2 separate regions of the Mus musculus genome follow, and region 1 is linked to region 2. The links are chromatin contacts, called in public HiChIP or PLAC-seq maps. All regions are on one chromosome and are shown on one strand. The core of a region is the stretch at or near the end of the contact, and the rest is flanking DNA. Distances in the headings are between cores, read along the strand shown.

Region 1 (6,597 bases), core at 3,922-6,421, 280 kb after region 2:
ATCAGACTAGAGGCCATTTGTAGACATTCTGGCAAGGAACTTGGAAAATCAATAGACAGCATGGATGGGGGACATGTGACATAATGTGACAGGGCTCTTGTTGAAGACAGACCAGGGTCACCAGACACCTTCTGGGAAGGGTGCGTTTAATAAGGTGCCATAGGTGTTCAGGTATCAGAGTAGTCTGAAGTCTCTTGTTAAAGACAGGACTACTTTGACAGGCACCGTTGTATAGGAGCCCTGCTTCAGAAGGGGGTCAGAGGAGCCTGGTCAGAGTTAGGAGTGGCCAACTAGCAGCATTGGCCCACAGCCTCTCACTCCAGTTCCAGTCAGCCTAGGGAAGCTCCTGCAAGTTGGAAGTACAACACTCCCTTCCCCCGTACATGAGTTTTTGAACGCAAGTTCTAGGCTCATCTTATATTCCTGCTAAACACCCATTGCTGTTGGTACTGGGTCCCTTTCAGTGGATGGAACAAATATGTGTGGGTAGATATCACACATGGATATCTACCTCTGTATTTCTCTGCATTAAAACCACGCATGCGCACTAAAATCTCCACTTCCCCAGCACCATAGAATGCCCTGAACCCACCCTGTTCTCTGTCCCTGGGAAGTCTGGCTCTAGTAGCTCTTGTCTTTTCCTTTCCCTGCTGGAATCTCCTGGGTTTTTTGTTTTTGTTTTTGTTTTTTTGGGTGTTTTGTTTTGTTTTGTTTTGTTTGAGACAGGGTTTCTCTGTACAGCCCTGGCTGTCCTGGAACTCATTTTGTAGACCAGGCTGGCCTTGAATTTAGAAATCCTCCTGCCTCTGCCTCCCAAGTGCTGGGATTAAAGGCGTGCGCTGCCGCCGCCGCCGCCGCCGCCACCACCACCCAGCCTCCTGGTCTTAGAAAAGTAAAAACAGAACAAAAACTGCTCCAGCATATTCAGTCCTTTTCTACATTGACCCAAAGTAGGCCCTTCAGTCTGTCAGCCACTTGTTTGCTTCAGAGAGCTCTCTGTAGACACTTCTGCAGGGCCTGTCAGGCATGCTTTGTGACCAAGAGTTTATAGGAAGTGACCATTCTGTTCTTGGAAGAGTTAAGAGCGATTGCAGAGCTGAACTCTGTGTGTGGGTTGTGAGAGTCATTCAGCCAGCTTAGGATGCCTGTCCCTTCCGCTGTCAACTGAACGTTCCCTCTGTCCCTACAGTTTTTGGGAAGTACATAGTATGTGTGAGTGTATGCATGGGTTCAGATCGGAGACCTGTCTCTGGGTCACTCTGATCTCCCGGATCCCAGTACCCCAGGATGAAGTGATAAAAGACAGATGTTGTCCCAGGAGACGAGCTACGGGATTATGAGGCTAGGAGTGTGTGTAGGTACTGAATACTGGCCCAGTGTACCCGCCGAGGGGAGTGCGACACAGTAATGTGTCACTGAGTACAACCATAAGCACACATGCTGTGCTCTGGGACTGCAGTGAGCAAGTCATGGTGGCACACACCTTTGGGAGGTTCCCCAATACCCTGTTCTGGAGAGACTACATCTCTGGGTTGTTACACTGTCTCGGCTTCCCTTGTGTGTCCATTGGCCATCGTCTTTTAGCCAGGTCTTTGCCCAGAAGCCTCCTCAGTGAGACTTGAAGATGTTTATATGGAAAACTGTCTCTCAGCAATGGCACCTTCGCCATGTGCCACATGGAAAGTGTCCAGCAAGAGCTGTCGGGAAGTAGGACAGGACCAGCCATTTGTGTGACATAGTCACTCCTAGACTGCTGATTTTAATGAAGAACTGTCAATATAGTGTTGGATTCGAGGTCTGGCTACCCTGGAAGATACAGCGCCATTCACAGCAGAGTCCCTCTCCATCCAGCATGGCCAAAAGGGGGTTATCTACTCAAGAGAGTGCCAAGGCTCTTTGACTGTTTTTGGAAAGCAGGTTGTTTAAAATATTTTTATAAGAGGTTGGGTATGGTGGCACACACCTTTAATCCCAGCACCCAGGAGTCAGAGGCTGGCAGATCTCTGTGAGTTCCAGTGGTGTGAATGATGCAGCTCATAGCTAGCCATTCACACAGAATGGAAGAGAGGGTGGGCAGAGCATCTAGGGAGGGGTAGGACCTGTGCAGGGAGAGAATGGAGACAAGGGGATGAGTTTGAGGGTGTGTACTCTTGGAGACAGGGAAGGAAGATGGGGGTGGGCTGATGTCTGGGGATGGGCTTGGGTAGAGGCGATAGTCACATGACCAGATTTGCATTTTAGAAAGCCTGGAGAATGGTTTGGAGCAAGGCCAGATTTAGGCTCTGGCAGGCAGGTGGCAGCTTCAGAGATGGAAATCAGAGGGAACTGTGCTATGCTGGATCTGAGGGTGGAAGTTCAGGCGGAGGCAAAACTGAAGAGAAGCCAGACTGTAGCCACAGCCAAGGGCAGTAAGAGAAGCTCTGGAGCAAGCTGTAGGCGTGTGGGTCTCTGTTTGAAGAACGGGGTCCTGGGTGAGGTGGAACACACAGATTTTAACAGACGTAACAGCGTTTTAGAGATTTAAGTTGGAGACCAAGCATAAAACGGCACATGACTTTAATCACTTTAAGTCCTTGGGAGGCAAAGACAGGTGAATCTCTGTGAGTTTGAAGCCAGCCTGGTTTACATAGAGAGACCTTGTCACCAAAGGAAAAGACAAGACAAGCGTATTTACCCTGGGTGCTTCAGTGCACTCACCCGTCTTGTGAGTGGCTGTCTGTAACGCTGCTTCTTTAAAGTGTTTCTTCCCCCTCCTAGTACAGACAGCTCCTCGGAACATGGTGCTATGGTAGGGGCCATGGGTCTTTTTCTGCTCCCCACCCCCCTTTCCTTCTGCTCACCAGCTGCTGACTCAGTCCTCCCCTTTCTGATTCTGAGGGACTTCTTAACATGGTTGGCACTCCCCCACCTTGGGCCCCTCTCTTTTATTGTAAGCAGTTCTATTCTGCTTCTCTTGTCAGACTGTGCCCTCTTATCCTCTGACCTCCAGGCCATCCCCTCCCTCGCATACTGTCTTCTGCCTTCCTTTTGGTCTCTTCAGTCTCTTGGCTTCATATTGTGTGTATATGTGCATTGCCTTACTAGGCCCGCTGTGCCAAATGACCACAAACTGGGTCTACTACGCAGTACAATGCTCACCTAGCCTGAGTGAGGCTCTGGACTTAATCCCTACTACCCACCCCACCTCTAAAGTGGATTCTCTCATGGTTCTAGAAATCTGTGGTCAAGGTGCAGACAGGGCTACACTCCCTCTGCCGGCTCTGGGGGCCTGTCCTTTTCCTCTTCCAGCTTCTGGTGACCCAAACAGTGCTCAGGCTTCCTGGGCTTAAAGTTGTATTTATTACTCCAGTGTGTACCGCTATCTTGCCATCGTGTGTCTCAAATCTCCTCTCATCTAGACAACCAGTTACTCCATCCTAAGTCCAGAGGTGTTTCATCTCAAGACCCTTAGTGTCCTTCCATCTGTAAGACCCTGTTTCTAAATCTGGTCCATGCTTAGGTGCTGGGTGTTAGAGTGGGACGTGTCTTGTGGAGGACTCAGCTCATCTCCATGTGTACCCTCTGTGCCCTGATGGTGACCAAGTGATTCCAGTCCCGGCTCCTCTGCTCAGTTTCCGGAAAGGTATCTTGAGACTCGTCTGCAGCCTGAGATGTCCTGCCTTGTTTCCCTTCCAAGCCATGGAGCTGTTCTTAGATGTTTGCTCGTCTCGGGACCCGTGCACGGCTCTGTTCTTCCAGGTGCTCAGGTGGGAAGCTTGGACCCACCCCTGCTCCCTTAGTACACCTGCAGGTTCCTGGCTCTCCTTCTCTGACTCTTGTGCCTACAGCGCCCCATCTTGGTTCCTGTACCCCTCAGCCATTCAGTCTGGTCTGTCTGTGTGGTCAGAGCATGAGTCACCCGCTGCTCACTCCTGCTGTTGGTGTCTACCCATGGACTTGCTGTCCTCGCTGTAGCCACAAGCTCACCTGATCAGACACATCCCTACCGTCTTCTCCACCCTTTTCAGCCATTTTGCCTCCTGGCTTCTTTCTGCACAGGGTGGTAGGTGACCTGCTACCACTTCACTAGTCAGACCTCTCCTCTAAGGTGCCTACTGCTCCATCACCATCCTCTGTCCCAACCTGGATCCCGTACCTCATCACTCCTGACATTGACTTGCCAGGGTTTGTCAGTGATTTGTGTCTGTGCCATCTGTCCTCAGCATCCAGTGAATTTCCATATTAGTCCCTTCCCCTTGTGCTAGCTCCTGGGCCTGTGAAAAGCTCTGGTACCTGGGGACAGCCTCAGAGCGAGGCTGCTGAGATGTGTCTAGCTCACGTTTGGTCAGCTGTGTGCCCTTGGCCCCGTTATTCTGACTGCTCAGATATAAAGTGGGCATCATGTAAGAACTCCCAGGGGCTACCATGTGCTCAAGAGGTGGCCTAGCTCTTGCCACCACTACATTGCTGGAGGGCTTCTTTGAGCTGAGGTATGCTGCTCATTCCTGCCCTTGGCTTGCCCGCTCGGGCTGTATGTGCTTCTGTTTAGCACAGTATCGAGCATAACTGTACTTCCTTTGGTGACCCTTGGTTGCTTCTGCTAGTGCAGAACAAGCGATGTACCTTCCCTTGGCCTTGGAGTGACTAGGCAAGCTCCATCTTGCTGCTCTAGGCCAGGCGGAGCTGACCCCGTGCTGACACACTGCATCAGCCTGTCCCCCTTCTCATGCTCGTCAGACCCTGGCCATCGATCCAGCTCAGCAACACTGTGTGAGGGTTTCTATCGTCACTAAGCAAAGGACCATTGCTTACTTACTTGTGCCACACACAGATCTGTCAGGGTGCCATCTGCATCGGTGGGGCACATTATCTTCATTTTGCCCTAGCCATTTCCTTTCTTTCCCCTCTAGTCTCAGCAGATTCTCAAGCCTTTCTTAGATGGCCCTTCCCTGGGGAGGCCTGCTCTGCCCACACATCCTGGGAACCCCTCCATACCTTCCCTTTCTCCTCATGTTCCTATCCTGTGCTGCCTCTGGTGTCTCTCCTACTGTCTCCCACTCTGCCCTCCACTGCCATATATTCAAGGAAGGCTGGGCTTCTCTAGGCTGACTCCTGTGCTTTGGTGTCCCAGGGCCCTACCCAGTGCCTTTTATGTGGAGGAATTTATTGGCTCCTTGTTAGGGGATAAAGGAGTGTGGCTGACCATATAATAGCGGGTTGGGCCCCGCACAGGAAGATGAGTGACTGCTAAGCAGGCGTAGTGTTACCAAGGAGGGTTTGCTTAGAGTTCAGGGATTGCCCCTCCACGTAAAAGGATCCAGTTTTTAGATATTACATAATGCTCTGGGCTAAAAGACAAGGCATGCTGAGTAAGGAAGTGCTAACTGGTGCTCTTCTCTCGTATTTCCCTAGACACCGTGTGCTTCTCGCTCAAGATGATCTGATGTCTGAAGTGGACTCTCACTAACCATGATGGCGACACAGACGCTAAGTATAGACAGCTATCAAGATGGACAGCAAGTAAGGCCCTGACTTAGTCTGCATCCTGACAACCGCCAGGCGACCTGACAGTGAATTCAGACAGCACTCTGAGCACTCTGTGGCTGTTTAGCCTCCAGGAGCTTGCAGATCCTACTTTAAATACATTAGACATCCATTACTATCAGAGCTCAGAGCTAGCAGTTGCTCATGTTAACTCATTAAGTGACCACCTCCTGGCCAGCCGCCAAACCAATTTTAGGCTATTTTATTGCATGTGCAAGCTTATGGTGCTAGAGATTAAAAACTGAGTGGGTGCTTGCCGGTGGTGGTGGTACATGCCTGTAATCTAGCACTCAGGAGATGGAGGCAAAGGCTGGTGAATCTCTTGAGTTCGAGGCCAGCGGGGTCTATGGAAGGAGTTCCAGATCAGCCAGAGCTACACAGAGAAACCCTATTTCAATAAGCAACACAATACAAAAAACAACATCAACAACAACAATACAAAACAAAACAGGCAGCCAGGCATGATGGTGCACGCCTTTAATCCCAGCACTCGGGAGGCAGAGGTAGGCAGATTTCTGAGTTCAAGGCCAGCCTGGTCTACAGAGTGAGTTCCAGGACAGCCAGGGCTACACAGAGAAACCCTGTCTCGAAAAACCAAACCAAACCAAACCAAACCAAACCGAAACAGGTACTGACCTAGCATTTGTGAAGACCTGGGTTGATCTCACCCCTGAGAAATAAAAAAGACAGAAAACCCAGATGGGTATTTGTGGCTTTGCAATGCTAGTAATGGAGTTTAGGGTGTCACGCTTGGCAAACACTTAAGTGCTGGCCCCCTTTATCTGGGTGTTCTGGAAGTTTTGGTGTTGAGACAGTCTTTCTGCATAGCCTCGACTGGCCTTGAACTCCCAATCCACCTGCCTTGTCCTAAGTGCTAGGGCATAGGTGTGCACCGTGTGCCTTGCTCTGGTTTGTTTTTAATGTTTGCTTGTTGCATACAGATGCACATGTCCCAAAGGATACATGTGTAGAGGTCAGGGGACAAGTGGCAAGAGTCAGGTCTCCTTCCACTGGTCGGGTACCAGGCTCTGAAGTCAGCTTGTCAGTCTTGGCAGCAAGTGCCTTTATCTACTG
Region 2 (5,882 bases), core at 2,410-4,909:
TCAAAGTGCAGCAGGGTCAAGGCCATGTAGTGATTTCAGATAACATCCTCCTTCCTCTGTCATGCCTGCGCTGCAGCATCTCTGGCAAGCTCTGTCTCTATGACCACACTCCCTCCTTGGTATCTCTGCATGGACTTTTGCTTTTTTGAGACAGGGTCTCCTTCTCTATCCCAGGCTATCCTGGAACTCACTATATCGTCCAGGCTGGTCTCAAACTCACAGAGATCCATCTGCCTTTGTCCCTTGAATTCTGGGATTAAAGGCATGTGCCACCGAGCCTAGCATCTTCTTTTCAGAAGAGGACACCAGTCCTTGTGTTTAGGGCCATCCTAACCTGACAAGACCTCAGGCTAACTCATTACATCTTCAGGACCTTATTTCTGAATAAGGGATGTTAGGAACCCTGTTCCTGTCCGTGGGGGAATGGTCCAGCAGAAGGGACAACTTCCACCTCCTGCTTTAGGAATGGTGACGAGGATGGTGGTAAAGCTACTAAGGTGGAACAAGGGAATTCCAGGAGAATTCCGAGGGACCTTAGCAGAATCCTAACTCCATGACAGCACAGGAGGCTCTTCTCCCTGAGGCCAGGCTGGGCGGGATGGCCGCTAGCTGAGAGCAGCTCTTACCAGCAGACCTTCCTGAAAGGTGAAGGACGTCGGCAGCCATTGCCTCTCCCTCACCCCAGGTCCCCTAAGAAGCTGAGGAAAGGGGAAGAAGGGTGACTTTGGAAATGGAGGAAGTAGGCTTGAAGATAAGGCTTCCTTTTCTGCCTCGGGGAAATGCTGCCTGCATTCCCTGCATTGACCTTTGACTCCAGCCCACAGGAGGAGCCCTGACTGAGTGAGGCTCTCTCTTCCTGAAGGGGTACATTCATGGCTTCCCCAGCATGAATGAGGGTTTGTCCTGAGGAGCCGCTTTGCCTGCGTGTCCCAACCACCTTCCCAGAGCCACCTGCAGAAGGGCCTGGTAGAAACTAGGGCTCAAAGCTACTCTCAACTTATCTTCAAGTCTCCTTGACTGAAACCTACTGAGACTGAGGAATGCAGTTTGGCTGGGCTGGGCTCCTCTGCCCTTATCACTCACTATAGGGGAGGTTTCAATTCTAGCAGTGGAGTAGACCGGACAGACACAGCCTAAAGCCATGAGTCATCCCCCTACCAGGTAAAACCTTAGCCAAGCAGGACTGGGCAGGGGCCATTGGAAGATATCCCAGGCTCCTGGGTCTAACTGAGAGACTCTGGAGGGATAGCCTTGCCCAGGCTGAGTATCCGGAGAGGAGCTAGAGTCCGGCTGTGAGCTGGAAACGGAAATAAGGTTGCTGGAGGTCAGTGGATGGCATCACACCCAGCCTCAGGCTCGGGGGATGGGCAGCAGAGCAGCTTCAGCCAAAGATTGGAAAGTACCTTGTGTTCTGCTCTAGGGAGGCATTCAGAGGCATTACACACACACACACACACACACACATACACACACACACACACACACACACACACATACAAGCAGAGACAGTGAGAGACAGCATGTGCCCAGCTCTGTCTCCTAAGTGCGGGAGACTAAGTGCTTGCTTTTCTTCGGGTCACCTCGTGGACTTGGACGGAGTGTCCTAGAGGAACGTCCCCCCCAGGCTTCTCCAGAGAGAAGAGAGCTCTTTATTCAGAAGCAAGTTTCTTAATGTGGTTTGGCTCCTCCCTCCCCCACCCTGCCCCACTCCACAGGATCACCACCCTGCCTTCTTCACTTCTTTAACTAAGTCTGGAAATGTGGTTGGTTTTGGTTTTGTTGTTTTGTGCTTTGTTTTGTTTTTGGCCTCTAGTCTTTTTTTTTTTTTTTTTTTAAGACATCTGTTTATTCGTTTTGTTTATGTGTGTATGGGTGTGAATGCGCACCTGCACTGGTGAGTTGCAAAGGTCGAGTGTGACTCTCAGGGATGGAGTCCCACCTTTGACTCTGTGGGTTCTGGGGCTCAAGCTGAGGCTGTCAGGTACTTTCCCTCACAGAGCCAACTCTCCTCGCAGATCTCCCCACACTGGCTGGCCCAGGCTTTAGACAACTCTTCTCAAGCCCTGAGCATCCTGCAGAGATGGTCACTTCTTACAGTTTATGGTTTCAGAAGTCTCCTAGTCAGGGGAGACAACTCTTGCCTACCTGGCTGGGCTCTGAGGGCTTTACAGCAAATGCAAAAGAGGGTTTCTCCAGGTGTGGAGAGCCACTCACACAAATGAACTGAACAAGCATCGGGGCCTGAAGGAACCCCAATTTATTAGATGTCAGTGTATTAGTGGGGACTGTGTGGGAGGATGGGTTCTTCAATCCTGGAGTCTGACACTATTGCCATGTAGATGGGTGTCAAACCTGGCTTGAATTGTAGACTTCCCAGGCAGAGTCCACTAGAGAGCTGTTTGTTGTGGGGGTTGGGGAGCAAACGATGTTCTGTTCGCTTTTCCCAGATCCTGCAGGGCTTCTGAGAGAAAGAACAAAAAACAAAAACAAAAACAAAAAACAAAAACAAAACAAAAAACATAACCATGAATGTCTGATTAAAGCAAGCTGTATTTAGAAGTACGCAAGGGACTGGCCAGACGACTGCTCTCCCCTAAGTCCGGGTTTCAGAGAACAGAGCCTCACTGGCTTTTGAGGTCCCTTCTACAGGGAAGAGTTAGAGTTGAGATAAGCAGCTGTTAAGATAATTGGCTGTGGGCTGGAGAGATGGCTCAGTGGTTAAGAGCACTTACTGCTCTTCCAGAGGTCCTGAGTTCAATTCCCAGGTGGCTCATGGTGGCTCACAACCATCTGTAATGGGATCTGATGCCCTCTTCTGGTATGTCTGAAGACAGCAACAATGTTGGCTGTTAGCACCTGGACTGGAGCTGGGGGCTCAGGGCTCAAGGCTGCCTTTCCTTGTGAGATTGAAAACGGGGCCGGTGTGTGACTAACTGGAAGGTGGCACAGTATGACACTTCTCCTGTGTTCCAGGTACCGGGCTTTCATTTTTATGCTGACCTTTCTGCTCTATGCAAGCTTCCACTTATCCCGAAAGCCTATCAGCATAGTGAAGGTAAGAGATCTTCCAACACAGGGCTTTGTGGGAGGTGGGGGAGCAGAAGGAAGTGGGTGGGGTTGCTAGAGACAAGCTAGCATCTTGGTTGTGGGGCCTTTTTGCTACATTTTTTTTTTTTTTTTTTTTTTTAAAGATTTATTTATTATTATATGTAAGTACACTGTAGCTGTCTTCAGACAGACCAGAAGAGGGCATCAGATCTCGTTACAGATGGTTGTGAGCCACCATGTGGTTGCTGGGATTTGAACTCTGGACCTTCGGAAGAGCAGTCGGGTGCTCTTACCCACTGAGCCATCTCACCAGCCCTTTTTGCTACATTTTGTTCTTGCTACCCTTCTGAAGGAACTCAAATCTTTACAATGTTCCATGCTTTATTCCCTCAGAGGCAGGACTCCATCAGACTACAGTTCCAGAATTCCCAAACTTAATTAAATACTTATGTTGTCTGGGTTTCCTTTCCTGGTGGATCCAGTCTTAAATGCTTCTCCAAGTGGCTCCTACTCTAGATGCGGTTTGACCTCTCTCCCTGCTCTGGAGCAGCCTCTGTAGTGCAGACACTGGGTGTACCCTTGAGAGCAGGTGACAGTTAGGGAACAGGTGTCCCAATAGCCATCAAGTCTTTGTATTTACATCAGAACAGGGACGGAAGTGGGTGTGATTTGTGGGTTGACTACAGGAGTGAATGGCTTCTGACTATTGTAGAAGAACCAAGGATGCTGTCTGGTGCCAAGATCAACCTCTTTACAGCTCTGTCCCCTGCTTGCCTTCCAACAGTCGGCAGGGACCTGGCCCAGGACTCTGGAGTTATGACCTTACCAGTTGAGCTGGGCTAGCTGCCCCCGAAAGGCTTCTGGCACTGGAGACAGTATAAAGGATGACTGCCTCTGGGGTTCTGGGTGCCTTCTCCAGAGTTTTTCATTGTCTAGGGCGGTGCTAGTAAGGGGTAGCCAGTACTTTCCAGGGAAGCACTTGGAGACCTTCAAGTAAGAAGGCCTTTCAGAGGACAGTAGTGGGTGGCATTAAAAGCCCCCGTGTATGACATGTGACAAGGGCTCTGACATCAGCACCAGTGACCAGCCCTGGAAATTGGAATGTTGTCTCTGTGATTCCTTCCTGCTTAGAGAATTCACACTTAGCTCCTGGCAGAGGCATATCACAGAAAGCAAACATCAGGCCACACCTACAAGGGGCCTCTGGGATCACTGAAGGCATGGGATCAAGCATAGTCAGGGAGCCTTGCCGGGGCTTCCGGGATTGATGCTAGGCCTACATGGGTGGGCGAGGGACCACGTCCAGTACCAGGTAGAGGGCAGAGTGTCACCACGGAGTCATTGCCTGTGGGACAGGAATGGTGAGTGAGGTGGGCATGGCCACTGGAGGGTCTCCAGGGCAGGACCTTGCCCTTGGACTCTGATGAACACAGGTCAAGGTCACACTCTCCTTGCCTTAGGTATGCAGAAGTGACCCTTGGGACCTCTAGGTTTTTTGAAGAGGCGCCTTAGTTTGAATCAAAGTCTCAGAGCCCATGGTTGAAAGGACTTGTGTTTGTTGTCAGGAGGAAGGGAGCTCACCTTAATGTCTTCTACATTGGTCCCCTGGCTCCAGGCTCTTGTTTCTTATTTAAGTTATGTATATGAGTATGTATGTGTATGTGGCTATATCTTCAGACACACCAGAAAAGGGCATTAGATCCCATTACAGATGGTTGTGAGCCACCATGTGGTTGCTGGGAATTGAACTCAGGACCTCTGGAAGAGCAGACAGTGCTCTTAACCGCTGAGCCATCTCTCCAGCCCTCTATTATTATTATTTTTTTTAAAGATTTAGGGTTTTTTATGGGTATGAGTGTTTTGCCTACATGTATGCATGTGCATTATATGCATGCCTGCCTTCAGGGTCAGAAGAGGGTGCCAGAGAGCCTGAATCTAGAATGATGAACAATTGTGAGCTGCCCAAAAGGATGCTGGGAACTGAGCCAGGGTCCTATGAAGAGCAGCCAGTGCTCAGGACTGCTGAGCCATCAGTCTAGTCCCTGGGCTCTGCTCTTAACAGGGCTGCCCAGGAGTCTCCAGGGCAACTAATTGCTTGCATATGGTCAGGCTCTCTAGTGAACCCGGGTATACAATAGCTTTATGCTGAATCCCAAAGGCTGCTTTGCCTCCTGATACAGACAAGGCTGTCTCCACCTATGATTTAGACATCACAGAGCCCTGGGAAGTATGCAGCCTCCGCTACTGCAGCTCCCGCTATAAATGACACAAATGATCCAGGAACGAGGATGATTCTATCAGGGACCCCATGAGTCACCATCTGCAGTCTGTATTTCCCAGAAGATTATAAACAAAACTGGAATACATTTGCTTACTAGACCCTGACTGAGAACGGGCCATGATTCGCCCAATGGCCATGACTCATTTGTCAACTGATGACATCAGGTCAGTCAGGGTGACACTTGCCTCAACCGTTGCTGATTGCTTTTATCTTTCTCTGATTTAAAAAAAAAATAGTGCCTTTAAAAACGTTCTGATGAACCTGGGGCTGAGAGGACAATGTTGTTCCCTCTCATGATCTCTGCCTGCAGCCAGACATCTTTATTTGAGGCAGATGTTTTCCCTGGCTGGTAGGCAGATGGGGTCTATATCCCAATGGAGGGGAATTTGGGGGGACCTTCCTCCAGGCTGGGCCAGAGCAGAATCTGTAAATAGATGGTTTCTCAGAAAGGTTACTGCATGGTCCCTGAAGAGCGAGGAAGGGTGGGAGAGAGAGAGAGGGAGAGGGATTGGAGGAGGCTGGCTTGAGGATAATTGTTGACAGCCCTCTTTGC

Evidence for each region. HiChIP or PLAC-seq counts read pairs in DNA pulled down with a chosen protein or histone mark.
Region 1: a contact with region 2 is called in an H3K27ac HiChIP or PLAC-seq map of embryonic stem cells, with 6 read pairs. The contact joins two enhancer-like sites. A contact is called at or near these places in 1 of 484 Hi-C or Micro-C datasets (nephron progenitors), 2 of 115 datasets of contacts at active chromatin or transcription factors (both in embryonic stem cells) and 2 of 9 other capture datasets (adipose tissue and pancreatic islet).

What each region holds. Positions count from the first base shown.
Region 1 is chr17:31,578,305-31,584,901 of GRCm38.p6, forward strand. It overlaps Pknox1 (Pbx/knotted 1 homeobox), which reads left to right. Exons shown (of 11, transcript NM_016670.3): 2 at 5,392-5,499. The coding sequence starts at 5,449. Among named protein-coding and RNA genes, the nearest start is that of Pknox1, 17 kb to the left of the region's middle. Within about 2 kb of position 5,172, at least 25 of the 459 cell types and tissues checked have an H3K27ac peak or open chromatin away from gene starts, as enhancers often do. A contact at or near this core is called in embryonic stem cells, where this site is marked.
Region 2 is chr17:31,304,307-31,310,188 of GRCm38.p6, forward strand. It overlaps Slc37a1 (solute carrier family 37 (glycerol-3-phosphate transporter), member 1), which reads left to right. Exons shown (of 20, transcript NM_001242427.1): 3 at 2,974-3,055. Among named protein-coding and RNA genes, the nearest start is that of Slc37a1, 11 kb to the left of the region's middle. Within about 2 kb of position 3,660, at least 31 of the 459 cell types and tissues checked have an H3K27ac peak or open chromatin away from gene starts, as enhancers often do. A contact at or near this core is called in embryonic stem cells, where this site is marked.